Linked DNA regions of Hordeum vulgare: regions 1 and 2 are each linked to region 3. The links are chromatin contacts, called in public Hi-C maps. All regions are on one chromosome and are shown on one strand. The core of a region is the stretch at or near the end of the contact, and the rest is flanking DNA. Distances in the headings are between cores, read along the strand shown.

Region 1 (4,758 bases), core at 563-3,062, 170 kb before region 3:
CAATAGAAGTTGCAATGGAAGGGTCGAGGGACGGACCTAGGTCCAGGTCACGTAACGCCGCCCGACGCTCGGCCTTCTCGATGGCGTTGGGCGACGCCCCCACCACGCTCGAAGAATCGATGAGCGCACTCTTCCATGCCACCGTCGTAGGAGAAGAGGCCAACTAGGGCCTGCCTTTGGGACGGGGTGGGTGAGGCGGCGGGTCTAGGGGCCTGTCAAACAGCCGGGTGGAGGGGTGCATCGTCGCATCAGGGGACGAAGGCGAACCATCGGGCCCATCACGTGTTGGCAGCAGTGACAGAGTGGGGTTGGGCTCATCTGAACGCCCCACCGATGAACCCACCCGGGGCGAAGAGGGTGGGAAGACCTCCAACCCCACACTATTGGCATCGCTCGCCCCAAGTGAGCGAGGTGAGGCCGGCATCACGGAGCCACAAGAGTCCGGCGGGTCCTCCCCTGGTCGTGGGAGAGGTGTGTGCTGAGCCTCACCCACCAGCGTACCAGCGTCCAGGGATGTAGTGGATTTGTCCGGACCGGCGGCCTGAGATGGCTGCGATAGTGGGCCCGACGCATCATCCGCGACATCATCGTCGCTGCCAGCCGAGGGGGACGCGGATGGACGGCAACGGGAGGGTCACGACCAGTGCCCACACCACCCTCATCCTTGGGCCCAGGGTGGCCCGCGTCGGGCGGCAAGCCTCCGTCACCCAGCGTCTCCGCGTCCTCGACGGAGATACGGACGTTGTAGCCCGCGCGGTTGAAGAAGATTTGCATGATAGTCTGGAGCTTGGACGAGTCATGGGTCGGGAGTTTGACACGTACTGTTGTCTTGAACAGGGACGCCTCGTCCACCTCCAGAATCTTTCCAAGGAGCTGCGACATCTTGCGAATCACCTTGATTTGCTTGGCAATCGGGGGAACGCCCCTAATCTGAACCCACACAGGCTCAAGCACGGCCGCAACAAGAGGATCAACCTCCGGAACAGAGATATTGACGGTGAGCTTGTTTAGAGTCAAGGTGAGTTCACCGATGGGGGTTCCAAAGCGCAGGCTAGCTGGATCAGGGAAGAGTGGTGTGAACTCATGATCCGAGATCTTCGTGACCCCCCAATTCCAGTTCATCTTGAAGAGGTGCTGCAGCTCTGCCGTTATGATGGCAGGAGATGCAGTCCTCCCACCCAGGACCGAGATGAGGGCAGAGAGCGCCGATGAAGCAGGAGCCTCAGGAACCTCTAGCTGGTAGTATCTGAAATCATCGAGTGCGTGACTCTACAACATCATCTCATTGTCTAGGCCACCCTCTGGGCACAACAGAGCAGGGTGCTCTGTGCGCTTGCATTTGTGGCAGGACGGGGGTTTCTTGCATACGGCTTGGTAATGGCCCTCCTCCCCGCAGTTGAAGCACGACACAGCCACAACGCGAGCGGCAACCGCGATCGGAGCGTCCACCGTATATGGGGCCAAAGGGTGGGACACCTAAGACGCCTTCTCGGCATCGCCATTGGAGGGATGACCGCCCTTCTTTTTCTTCTTCTTGGCAAAAGTGACTTTGCCAGCCTTGCCCGCCTTGCCACCGATACCAGACGGTGGGAATTGGGCCTGGCGCTTGGGCGGGTTGTAGTGGCAAGGCGGGGATCGCTCCGAGCGACCTGAGCGCACTTGAGAGCGGGACCAACAACCACGTGGGGAGGACCGCTCCTCCCGGTCCCTCCAGTGGTCGGGGGAGCGAGCGGAGGACGGGAATCCCTCTAGGATGAGGGTTCCGCGTCGGCCACGTCCTTGCCTTTTCCTTTGAGGAGCGAGCCACGCAGCTCGGACTCCCGTCGGCTGGCCGAGGGGGAGATGCACCACGACGCGGCCTCCAGGTCAATCCTCGCTCATCGGGTCCCGGCGCTTCGGGCGAGGAGCGTCACCATCGACCTCGCGTGTCATGTGTGGACGTGGCGAGGAGGAGCGAGTAGGGGTGACGGCGCGGGGAGGGGACGAGAGTGGCGGCGGAAGGGCGGGCCATAGCGGATCATGCACCCAGCTAGGGTTATGCCCGTAGGTGGGCCGGGCAACACCGCAGACCCAGTAGACCTGGGAGGAGCGAGGCCCACCCTAGTGACGTGCACCACCCCCCTCGTGGGCCCAGTGACCCTCGCCCCTTGACGTTTGCGGCCCAAGGCCCAAACATCGGCCTAGACCATCGCGCACCTCGGTGGGATGGTTGGGCAGGGTTTCTACCTGGCCACCACCACCCGGGCGACGCGGCAACGTCACCACCGTCGGCAACGACGGCCGGAATGCGCGGAAGGAGGCCATGAGGGCACCCGCCGAGGGGCCAGCAGCGGCGGAGGGGGGGGGCATCACAAGCAGCCCATAGGGCACGACTTCCAGCATCGCAGGATCCCATAGATCATCGCGCCCCTCCAGCCGACGCCCCAAGAACAGCACGCCCATAGACGCCCCAGGACCAGGGCCGGCATCTACGACCACCACAAGAGGGAGTAGCACTGGGCCGACGGAGAGATGGAGGAGGGGGAGGGGGAGGGGCCGAGTGGGAGCGTACCAGGGTAGCAGGAAGATCCGTCAAAGGAGATGGCATCGCCCCGGCGAGATCCGTGGCCACAGCCTTCGCGAGCCGATCCCCGAACCGCGGGCGCCCACCCATCGACACCAAGAGCGCCATCGCACGGTCCTCCTCCGCCGCCCAGTCGGCCCACAGGTCCCGGGGCGAGGCGCCGCCCACAGCTTGAGCGGCGTTGACGATAACGTTGCTAGTGACCCAATGCCTAGCGCCAGTGACCCAACGTCGCCAGTGACCCAATGCGAGTGACCCAATGACCCAACGTTGCCACTTATCTACCAATTTACATTATTTTTGAGCACTAACCTATTGACCCAATGCCTAGTGCTAGTTTCTCTTTTCTACATGTTTTTCCATTTTTCAAGTTCCAGTACCAAACGAAGACCAATGGACCTAAAGCTTTTTATGAATTTTTGTTGGACCAAAAAACACCGTGGAGCATCGAAAGAAGGTCGGGAGCCAGACGAGGCTCTCACAAGCCATCTGGCCGTGGCCTGGGGGCCTTGATAGCTTGTGCCCGCCTCGTGGCTCCCCCGACTCCGTTCTCTGGCCTATAAATTCTTATTTACCCTAAAAACATCAAAAGGAGGTCCCTAAACACTTTTTATGCTGCTGCAAGTCTCTGTTCCGACGGGAGGCCGTCTAGAGCTCTGTTCCGGCACTCTGTCGGAGGGGGATCAATCACGGAGGGCTTCTTCAACAACCTTTCTACCCTCATGATGATATGTGAGTATTTCACATAGACCTACGGGTCCATGGCAGTACCTAGATGGCATATATTTTCTCTTCTATCTTCAATACAATGATCACCGCATCTTCGCTTTGATCCATATGATGTAACTCTTTTGTATGGTGCGTTTGTTGGGATCCGATGAATTATGGATTTATGTTCATATTATTCATGATAAATATTTAATTCTTCTCTGATATATAATATTATTCTTATGTGCATGATTACATTAGCTTCATAATACTCTCCGATCTATTGAAATAGTTTGGCCAATTAGATTGATATTTCTTCGGTGAGAGAGGTGCGTTATAGTAGGTTCAACATGGCGAGTTTCTATATTCCAATGACAGAAGGGGACAAGTTGTGTCTTTGTTTTGCTTCTACTAAGGGTAAAATGATGGGGTTTATTCATACTACTTGAGTTTACTTTGTCTACATCATGTCATTTTACTCCAAGCATTACTTCGTTTGTCATGAACTTACTACATAGAGAGGCAAGAATAAAAGCGCTCTTGAAGTGGAGTAATAGTAATAGGTGCAGGCAGGAGTCCTGTTATTTGTTTATGGACGTGATGCCTATATTTACATAATCATTGCCATGAAAATTGCATAACTATCCACTCTTCTATCAATTGCCCAATAGTAATTTGTTTACCCACCGTATGCTTATTTCATGAGAGATGCCACTAGGGAAAGCTATGTCCCCCGGGTCTATCCACAACATATTGCTAAAACCTCCAATACTTTGCTTCCATGTATTTATGTTTATTTTATTTTGCATTTTACAATTATCTACGGACCTCGTTCGCTTGCAAATAATGACACCAGGGGGATTGACAACCCTCTTGCCCGCGCTGGGTGCAAGTTGTTTGTTCTTTTGTATGCAACCACTGAAGATGGTTGTGGATTGATATTCCTATTGGTTTGATAAACCTTGGTTTCAAAACTTAGGGAAATACTTACCCACTTTGTGCGGCGATTACCCGTTCCTCTTCACAGAAAACCCAACGCAGATCACTAGTATCACGCAGGACTTCTGGCGCCGTTGCCGAGGAATATCATCACCAACTTTCAAGTAACTCCACACAAAATTTAATTCACTTGTTCCTCTTTTTCTTTGCTGTTATATTTAGTTTTTCACCTATAAAAAATTGAAATACAAAAATATTTACCTTTGCTTGTTACTAGTCTTCTTGTTTGGAATCATGGCGAGTCCTTCTTTTGTTGGCGTTACTCCCAATAATGATGTTGTCAACTTTAAACAAAGGGGAGGAGAAAGTTTGAAATATGTGTGGTATAGGATTTACTACGCTCAAAATAAAGCAACTAATAATCTATCCACGACCACCTTGCTTTATAATTTTTATGTTGGTATAACCACTTGGTATATGTTCGTCCTAGACACTATCACCCGTGGGAACTTTTTGATGTGTCACACTTTGGATGCCTATAATGCCAT
Region 2 (4,960 bases), core at 2,038-4,537, 240 kb before region 3:
GGGTGACTTCTGGTCTTCAATGCCGACTGGAATCCTTCCAAGTGCATACGGGTTGTCGAGTGGATGGAAATGTAATCCGAGTGTTTTCGTACCGAGTGACTTTTAAGTGCCACCTTCATCCAGTCGGAATCTTCTGTCTGGCTCTTGGCCTAATAATGATGTGCCCTTGGGTAGGACATTTAGGTCAGGCATGTGACCCTACCCTAGGTACATATCCCCATCACTCCTCCAATCCTACTCCTAGTAGGATTCCCCTTTCACTTGGAAACCTTTTCCACCTTCTGTATTTTTCCCTTATTTTCCACTACAGCCGCATGGGCCCTTAGAGGTGGCTTCGGCCAGCCCACCAGGGGTTGGTTTGCCTCTTCGCTTGGCCCATGTAGCCCTAGGGTCATCACACCCATCCTGGTGATCCCCTGGCACCCTCCCGGCACTCCCGATACACTACCGATGACGCCGAAACCTTTCCGGTGACTAAAACAGGACTTCCTATATATCAACCTTTACCTTCGGACCATTCCGGAGCTCCTCGTGACAGGATCTCATCCGAGACTCCAAACAACCTTCGGTAACCAACACCTATAACTCAACTATACCGAAACGTCATCGAACCTTAAGTGTGCACACCCCGCGGGTTCGAGAACTATGCAGACATGACTGAGACACTCTCTGGTCAACATCCAATAGCAGGACCTGGAAGTCCATATTGGATCCTACATATTCTACGAAGATCTTTATCGGTTTAACCTCTATGTCAAGGATTCAGTTAATCCTGTATGTAGTTCCCTTTGTCCTTTGGTATGTTACTTGCCCGAGATTCGATCGTCGGTATCTCTATACCTAGTTCAATCTAGTTACTGGCAAGTCTCTTTACTCGTTCTGTAATACAAGATCTCGTGACTAACTCCTTAGTCACATTGCTTGCAAGGCTTATTGTGATGTTGTATTACCGAGTGGGCCCCGAGATACCTCTCCGTCACACGGAGTGACAAATTCCAGTCTTGATCCATGCCAACCCAACAGACACCTCCGTAGATACCTGTAGAGCACCTTTATAGTCATCCAGCAACGTTGCAACGTTTGATACACACAAGGTATCCTCCGGTGTCCGGGAGTTGCATGATCTCATGGTTATAGGAATAGATACATTGACATGCAGAAGACATTAGCAACAAGCTGACATGATCATATGCTACGTTTATAGTTTGGGTCTTGTCCATCACATCATTCTCTCAATGATGTGATCCCGTTATCAAGTGACAACACTTGTCTATGGTCAGAAAACCTTGACCATCTTTGATCAACGAGCTAGTCAACTAGAGGCTTATTAGGGACAGTGTGTTGTCTATGTATCCACACATGTATTTGAGTTCCCAATCAATACAATTCTACCATGGATAATAAACGATTATTATGAACAAGGAAATATAATAATAACCAATTTATTGTTGTCTCTAGGGCATATTTCCAACACGATTGCGGCTTTGTATTGGCCGTTTGGATTGATTCTTGTCGAAAACTCGAGCAACTACGGAGGAGCTCGTTACAGCGGCGAAGGAGAAGCTCCTGGTTCGAGCCAGCGATGGACGAGCTAGCTTTGTGCGCTGTTCTCGACGCTAGTGGTTTCGTATTTGGCTGCTTCGTGCAGTGGACATGGGCGAGACGGAGAAGAAAACTTGAGAAAGAATATAAAGTGGATATTCGATTTTATAGTTTAACTTTAAGGGTTCTGTTCAGTCGGAGCATAAACCGGTCCTTAAAACACGTTTTTCACTAACTAAAAACCACGTTTTCAGTTCCGCGGTTTAAGGGATAGAGCATCTCCAGCAGACCCCTTATAACGCCGACCTGTAAAACACGTTTACACTTCGCGGAAAAACGGCTTTACGGGCCGGCGCGACGAGGACAGAGTCAGGCCCTACAAAATGAACCTGTAAAAAAGAATATTCATAGAAGATGCCCCTTTACGGGTCGGTTCGAGCTGCGGGGGAAGAGATCCCTTAAACTTAAACTGTAAATCAAACTTTTTGCTTACATTTGTTCTCCACATCTTCTTCTTCCTGTGCACTTGTCCATGGTCAACTAAATGTGTTCCTAAATACGGAGGCTTCGTCCACGAATCCATCTAGGAGCGAGCTAGCTAGCTAGCTCATCCGTCCACAAATCCATATCTGGTGTCCACGAATCCGTTCAGGAGCTAGCTAGCTAGCTCCGCTCATGGAATCCATCCAGGAGCCCGGAGCTAGCTAGCTAGCTTCCGTCGCCGACGTCAAATCCGGCTAGGACGAGCAGGGTGGCCGCGAGGACGGGCGGCCGGCGTTCGGGACATCCGGGGCGGCGTACGCTGGACGTAGACAGCAGATGCGAAAGTTGTTTCCATGACAGTTGGGCTCCCGCCAACTGGTTCCTCTCGGTACAAGGCACCGTAAAAGCGGACGCGAAAACTGTGTTTTTACAGATTGGGAGGAGCTTTTTACCGCGTCCCGCAAAAACATTTACGGATCCGACAAGTTTGGAGGGTCTGATCCGGCAACTTTTTTTCGTACAGACCTGTATTTTGACGGTTATTTTGCGAGTCGGGCATTATATGGGGTGATGCTCTAAGGGATCGGTTAGAGTTGCCCTAAGATCCTCAAAATATTAAGCTATAACATGTGAATTATTTGAAGCATTAGATTCAAGTTGAACGGCTAGGATCCGAATCAGCCTCTCCCTTAGGTTTGGCCTGATGCTATAGATATATGAGTCTAGAAGTGACCGTGCCTGTTATCTTCATTACTCTGCCTTTTTTGACAAGGATGCTACATGTTACTTGAAGCAATGCAAGTGCTGCAAGAAAAGTACCTTGAATGACAGGAAGTACAAACTCTATTCTCCAATCTCCATCATAACTGAAAGGAAATAAAGAAGAAGAAATTACGGCTGCCTTTTGTTCATCCTGTGTTCATACATGGTGCCAGCCAGCTTCATGTTCTCTCCCCTTGCCTTTTGATCTAGTCTTCTCACACATTTTACACCAAGGCTGGGTAGTCTAGTCTAGCCAGGGCAGTGCAGGACTGCAGGCCGCCAACGTACGCGCGTACAATCATGTAGTTATTGGGTTGGTCAAAGGGATTGCTTCTGATTGAGAGTAGGATATACGGTGAGAAAGTTCAGTTATCTTTTCAGTTTGCCTTTCCATCTTTCTTTTCCAGCCAGTCTCATTCTTTGCCTTGCTCTGGAGCTAAACCCCTGAAATATTCTTCCTATCTCGTTGCCGTTTCAATCTCTATCCAATATACAAAGAAGCATGCAGCCACAAAGAAGCGACCCCCTCGTGCCTACCTGCGACGCGTGAATCATGATTTGGGACTATATTCCACTTTAGTGAAAATCCTGCCGCCCGTTGAAAAAGAAAATCCAGCAAGCAACTGCTTATGTGCAAGCATATGTCGTGACCTAGATGATCAGGACTTGCTGTCTTGCTTTTCTATGATTAAGTAATAGTTAGAGTTGCTATCTGTCAGGCTGAAGTCTAGGACAGTTGTAAGGCACATACTGGATGTGATTCTCATCCTGCTTTACAAAATAGACCTAAATGGCTTAGTTTCTTGGGCTGATCATGACTTTAAGCAGAGGGTTTTAAGCTCTCTTTCTAACTAACAAATCACACCTGTTGGAATTTATTAGTCCCTTCAAGTCATCAATATTAATATTATGCGGTCAATTATACAACAGGGCAAGCTACCACTTAGCTTGCAGCATCATAAAGTAAGTTAATCCTCTGTCATGTGATCTGCTTGTGTGCTTGAAGAAGCAAAGGCTACATATCCACTTCAGTACCAAACTGGCTAGTTAGTGCCTTGCAACCCATCTAGTCTAGCACAAAACACATACAATGAAAAATAACTCATTTAGGGCGCAGAGTCAACGAAAATGCTATCTTTGACATGGTTCCACATTATATTTTATTTTATTTTTAAAAAAGGAGGATGATCCCCGGCTTCTGCATCTCGAAGATGCATGCAGCCATTTTATTAATTATGCACAAAGATCTTATAAAGCAATACATCAATATATCTGAAGTCGCCCTCTTGACAACATCTATCGCTAGTTCTATCCAATGATGAAGGGATGCAGGAAGTGTGAGTCACATACCCAGACCTCTCACCTAGCCTAACATCTAAAGCCGGAGTGCCCGACCGAGCCACATACCGGGTCAGGGGCACAAACCGGTCGAACGCACCCTCATAGGTCGTCGCCGCCGCTTTCCATCAATCCATCTTCAGAAGAGTTACTGACGCATCGACCTTGCAAGGCCTGCCGTCGATGCACCCACGGCGCCAGACAACGCCTCCTCCCTACGCGCGCTCATCATCACGCATCCGTCGCCGAGACATTGTTGCGCCTCGCCGCCGAGACTCCACGACATCGATGTGTCACAAGGAACGCCGCTCCACCGTAGATGCCGACCAATGATCCCTCGAGCCCGTGTGAACACTAGAATCTAAAAAAATAACAAAAAAATAAAATTGAATTTGTTTAACAAACATGATTGACTGTTCTATTCATGTGTGAATTTTCACGTAAAAATGACATGCATGGTGGTTGTTCTATGTGAAGAAAAGGGCCTCCAAAATGCTTCTAGAATGGCTTTTTTAGAGCACTGATTTTTTTTGACTTTTTTTTTAAAGAAGGTTAAACTCTCTGTCTCTGCATCAATTGATGCATGCAGTCATCTTTATTAATTATTTTATAAAAATTGGCAAAAGCATACATCAATCCACTCGAAGTCATTAATTACTTACACCTACATATTCAATAATGTGAAGTGCTTTTATTCCCATATCTAAAATCAATATCGTCGTTAATCCGCCCACATAACGTATCGAAACCAACGGATATCATTAATTTCTTTTTTGCCCATAACACCACGGTTGTCATTTCTTCACGAAAAATCACACTTGGCTGGAATAATCGA
Region 3 (5,120 bases), core at 1,150-3,649:
AAAACAACCACCGGGTGTGCTCTCAAACCCAACCCGCCTCATTCAGCATTCCCTGTGACCGCTTCCTCTCGTGCGTCACCACGATGGAAGCAATAGACAACAATTTTTCGGAGGTCCATTTGCAGGTCAGGGCAAGTCAACCTTGCTGGAAGCTTTGATCCTAGGACAATGGCCACCCCAAGGCCCTAGCATCATAGCACATTTCCAGAAAATTCCCCTACCACCACCAAGATGGCTAGAAGAAGGAAAGGAGGATGTCATTGCAGGGGCAGCCCCACGCTTATTGAGGGAGCCATAGTAGAAGACGGGGCCGACAAGCATCGAGAAGTGGAAGACGTGGAACAATAGGGCTCCAACAAATACCTCCTCCCCTCTTAGAGTTTGAACGTTGTGATAAAAATGAAAGGGAAAGAGAAGAGGGGGCTCAAGAAATATACGGATATTGTCGTTGAGGGAGAAGTTTGACCACATTTTTTGTCTCTTCTTATGAATATTACATCATACTTAAAAATTATATGTGCGTTAGAACATGATATAAATATTCTAGTATATTTAGATGTATCTGCCCATATTAGTGTAAATGAACATTTATAAAATCATGTTTATTTACATACCTAAACAAAAAACCTCTAAAGTATGTCATGATAGGATGTCTTCAAAAACAAAACTTCTGAGGGCAAAATAAAGGCCTAACTAGTTGGCGGTTACCGTAGTGCCGACAGGTTCCAGCGGATGCTCGCACGGGCGCGCTGTGTGGTGCGCCCCACTCCTACCACGTGTCGCACACTGAGCGTGCGAGATTTTTTTCATTTCTACACATGTTTTTGTTCCTTTTTACTCTTAGTTTCTAGATTTTGCCTCGCCTTTTCTAGGTTTTTGTAAAAAAAGTCAGTTTACCTTTTTATTAGTTTTTGTCCCGTGAAACACACTGTATGAAAAACACAAAGCACGTGTGTATTCCCCGGTGAAGCATAGATGTGCTTTCGTGTAAAGTGTAGTTGTGCTCTCTGAAATTGAAAAGGCAGAGTTGTGCTTCCACGTGATGCACAACTGCTTTCCGTAACTATACTTCTTGAAAAGTAAAAAGTGAAAAGCACATATGTACTTTTTGGTGAAGTACATTTGTGCTTTCGGGAAAGTGAAAAATGAAAATCACAAGTATGGTGAATCACGTGTGTGCTTCTAAAAAAGTGAAAATCACATGTGTTTTCGGTTTTATCTTTTTTCCTTTTTCCGTTTCTTGTTTTTTAATCTATTTTTGCTTATTTCATGTTTTTTTTATTTTTTTATCTAAACCTATCAACATACAATTTAGTTTCAAACAACTTAACGCGTGAAACTCAATAATGAAAACTGTTTGTTATTTGGACACACAGTTTAAAGATAAAATGTTTTGATAAACGAATCAACAAAGAAAAAAGCCCAGCAAAACTTTCAAATTGTAATAAGTGTCGCATATGCCCCGCTTCCGACTCACAGAATAAATAAAATAACGCTAAAATAGTGGGTTTTCACTTGTGCTTGTGAAGTGCATAATGTCTCACCACGAGAGAAGATGATAGTGATCTTTGCAAGGGGTAGCTATTAACTAAGTTATGGTTTTGCAAATTTAAACATGTAGTTGGATGGTGCAAATCCTGATTCCTATTTAGCGCTTGTTGCATTGTTTACAATTTATTTTTCTAATTCGTGTTTACACGTTTTTTGTGAGTAGCTAACTCGGCCGACCCAAAACGAATCTCTTCCAACATAGGTTTTGTGAACCTTCTAGAAGGTTTACTCCAGTTTTCTGGGTTGGTTATTTTTTATCAAGTTTTCATTCTGTTTTGTAGTTTTATTTATCGCTTTTCCTTTTCTCATTTTATATTTTCCCTATTTTTTCCATTTTCATTATTTTATTTTTATTTTTTTCAAGTTCAAGAACAAATTATGAATTTTTTCAAGTTCAAGAACAAATTATGAATTCATGAACTATTTTTTTTGGTTTTAAGAAAAACATTGTGATATTTCAAATTCTTGAACTTTTTTTGATTTGTTTTCAGATTTGTGAACTTTTTTCAAACCCACAAACTTAATCGTTGTAAAAGTTTGAGTACTCTAGTCAGAAATTTGAAAGTTCTTTTTTCAAGTTTGTGACTTGATTCTTTTCACCTTTTCAATTTTTTGACTAGATTCTTTCCCCCTTTTCAAATTGGGAACTTTTTTTCAAACCCATAAATTTGTGAACTTTTTGCAAACCCACAAACTTTACATCTCGAGCCTTCCATCAAACTGGCCCATCTTGGACCTGTCGAATCCTTGCTATCCCGGTCCAAGTTTACCCAAAGTGCGACCCAACCAGGACGCCTAACCTTACCCGCTCCATACATAACCCGGCGGCCGCCTCCTCCGATCCCCCAATCCCCCAATCCGGTAGTTCTCCTCCTTGTCCAAGCAAAAACCAGAAGGGGTTTAGGGTTCTAAGGACGAGCGAGTCGGCGAGAGGCAGCCATGGACACCTCCCCCGAGCTAGCCCAGTTCCTGGAGGTAAGACGGGAGCTTCTTGATGTTCATTGCAATCTGGTATTTCGGGGGTTTATGTGTTGCTACCACGGCCCATCTCCTGGTATATTTGGGCGTGCGCGTATGTGATGTAATCGTTGAACGCGGGCGCCGATTGCTTAGGGTCTGCTGTATCTGCGTGTTTTATCTTGTGTGTGTTGCGGATCTGTGGACAGCCGAGGACGGCGCGGGTTAGTTCGTGCGGGTTCTGGTCTCTGCCGGTGCGATTAGTGGTGGAGTGGATCTGAAATTTCTCTTAGCGGAAGCATGCGGGCAGTGCGATGTGGTGGTCTAATTTCGATTGAGGATGTGTTCGTGATTCGAATGGTGATGCTTGTTAAGTTTTGGATCGTTCGGTTCGGCTATGTTGCAACTGCTTGTATTATGAAGCTAGATACGGGTTTGCATTGTTAATCAGAGGTAAAATAGTTCAACGGTTGAGATCCCGGCGCATTAGAACTATGTTGAACTATTTGCTAGCGCAGCTGTTAGTTTGCAAGGAACTATTGCGTAATGTGCCAGACACTATTTTCGCATTTGTTTGTTGCCGTCTGATCTTTGGTCTTCTTCTTGCTCGAGATACCATAACTGTCATGATTTATTGGCTTGTAGTGTGTTAAGCCTATAATAAATAGGCTAACATGTCTTCTGAGGAAGTTAGTCTTTACGATTCATATATGTTCTGGGGCTCATTAAAAGGAGAACTTATATTTTCACTTAACAGTTAACATACTTGTTTCTTGCTAACTTTGTTGTGAACTTGCTATGTGCTTACGTTGATTTGCTTTGCTACTGTTTTCCCTCATGGTACATCGACAATATCACATGCTGGCAATTTTTCAGTTGCCACATAGAATAAAGTTCGTGCTGTTGTTGTAGTATGTAATTCGTTCCGCAGATTGTAACATTAATACTCCCTCCGTCCCAAAATTATTGTCTTGGATTTATCTAGATATAGATGTATCTAGTCACATTTTAGTATATAGATACATCTATATCTAGATAAATTTAAGACAAGAATTTTGGGACGGAGGGAGTATATTTTTAGGGGAAAAAGCTGCCCCCTTGGTTACCTTCAGTGACACTGAAAAGCTATTTGTATATCTCTACTTTACATATTAATGGAAAATCCCATTGCACATATTGATCACATGTTTGCATCCAAAATATGCAAGGGGATCATCCTTTTGTGTCAAAGCAGCAATTGGTGTTGTAATCTACTTCTAGTACTTTTGACTTTTATAAGATGACAAAAATTCTTGAGCTTGTCCATTAGATCATGCTTTATAACTACATACCGTGGACCCATCTGAATTCACCCATTCTGTGGAAATTTATAGCATCCGTATAAGTTTGCCCCATGCCACTATACAAGTCCCACAACTATATGTTCATGCTTTTACAGCTGATGACTATGCTACCTATAAAAACTATGTACTCCCTCCGTCCTAAAATAAGTGTCGGTGACTAATGTTGTACTAAGTCAGCGACACTTTTTCGGGATGGAGGGAGTGGTATTTTGAGTAGTTCTACTGTGTTGTGTTAGTTATCGTTTGTAACTGGGAAAACAGGACTTATGTGAATTTCTTCAATTCTGCAGCAAGAGAAGCAAAGGATGATGATGAGTGAGATGGTAACCAAGCTGACGAATGTGTGCTGGGACAAATGCATCACCGGCACCCCAGGAAGCAAGTTCAGCTCCGGTGAAACTACCTGCCTGACCAATTGCGCTCAGAGGTATCTGGACATGAGTATGATAATTGCGAAGAGGTTTCAGATGCAGTAGGGCGTCTCCAACTGCAGCCGGTTGCGTCATCAAAAACTTTCCAAACTCTGAGCTTCCTTTTCACATGCCAACAATGGCGAGTTTTAACAGTGAAAATATTTAATCTTGTGTCGTAAACGCTTGGTTAGTAGTTGTATCTGTGGTGAACCTTTGGTTAGCTTTCTTGTGAAGCTACTGTCGTTTGATTCTCCGATCAGTTAGTTGGTTTCATTTCAAGTCAATCCATATGAAGTCCCAACAAGGCATGAAATTAATTCATCTTATTTTCAGTCGGTGTGTGGTACAGTAATTAACATCTCTCGAATATGAATGCCATGGTTGGCTGGGAACTGCTATGAGAACCTTCATAATTCTGCACTCAGTTAAATTAACGGTTAAATTAAGAGAGAAGTCCACTTCACAACCATGAACTGGTTTGTCTAAAATTTTACCCCAACTCTAAAACCAGCTTTCTGCAAAAACGCTGCTCTGAAACTGGTTAAGATTCAACCCCCAACTCGAACCTACTAGTATTCATCCTTGTTTAGAAATGAAAGTAAAGAACGATTTTGCCCTGGTTCAAAAAAAAATAAGAGTAAAGAACGATGATTCATTAAGATGAATGAAAGATGATTCATTACTCTTTATTGATAATAGAAATTGGGGTATTTGTAGAGTCAGGTAAACTCAATTACTTGAGATCCAAGGAATTACATAGTTTTGTCTTGAGAGCCAAAAGCCAAGAAAGAATATAAGAATCTGGTTGCTTGAGAACCAAACAACCATCTAAGAATTAACTTAATTCTAATTAGTA

What was found. Hi-C and Micro-C count contacts between places; a contact is called where the count stands out from the background.
Region 1: a contact with region 3 is called in a Hi-C map of leaf, with 5 times the contacts expected there. The contact joins the promoter of LOC123413118 here to the promoter of LOC123411604 in region 3. A contact is called at or near these places in 2 of 6 Hi-C or Micro-C datasets (both in leaf) and 1 of 1 datasets of contacts at active chromatin or transcription factors (embryo).
Region 2: a Hi-C map of leaf shows a contact between it and region 3, with 4 times the contacts expected there. The contact joins the enhancer-like site here to the promoter of LOC123411604 in region 3. A contact is called at or near these places in 2 of 6 Hi-C or Micro-C datasets (both in leaf).

The regions. Positions count from the first base shown.
Region 1 is chr7H:211,561,770-211,566,527 of MorexV3_pseudomolecules_assembly, reverse strand. LOC123413118 reads right to left here and starts at 1,812. Exons shown (of 2, transcript XM_045106072.1): 1 at 37-1,812. The coding sequence starts at 1,122. The coding sequence ends at 424.
Region 2 is chr7H:211,630,513-211,635,472 of MorexV3_pseudomolecules_assembly, reverse strand. No RefSeq gene overlaps it. Among protein-coding and RNA genes, the nearest start is that of LOC123414437, 9.5 kb to the right of the region's middle. Within about 2 kb of position 3,287, at least 1 of the 3 cell types and tissues checked has open chromatin away from gene starts, as enhancers often do. A contact at or near this core is called in leaf, where this site is marked.
Region 3 is chr7H:211,392,946-211,398,065 of MorexV3_pseudomolecules_assembly, reverse strand. LOC123411604 (mitochondrial import inner membrane translocase subunit TIM8) reads left to right here and starts at 2,399. Exons shown (of 2, transcript XM_045104569.1): 1 at 2,399-2,526; 2 at 4,142-4,596. The coding sequence starts at 2,491. The coding sequence ends at 4,327.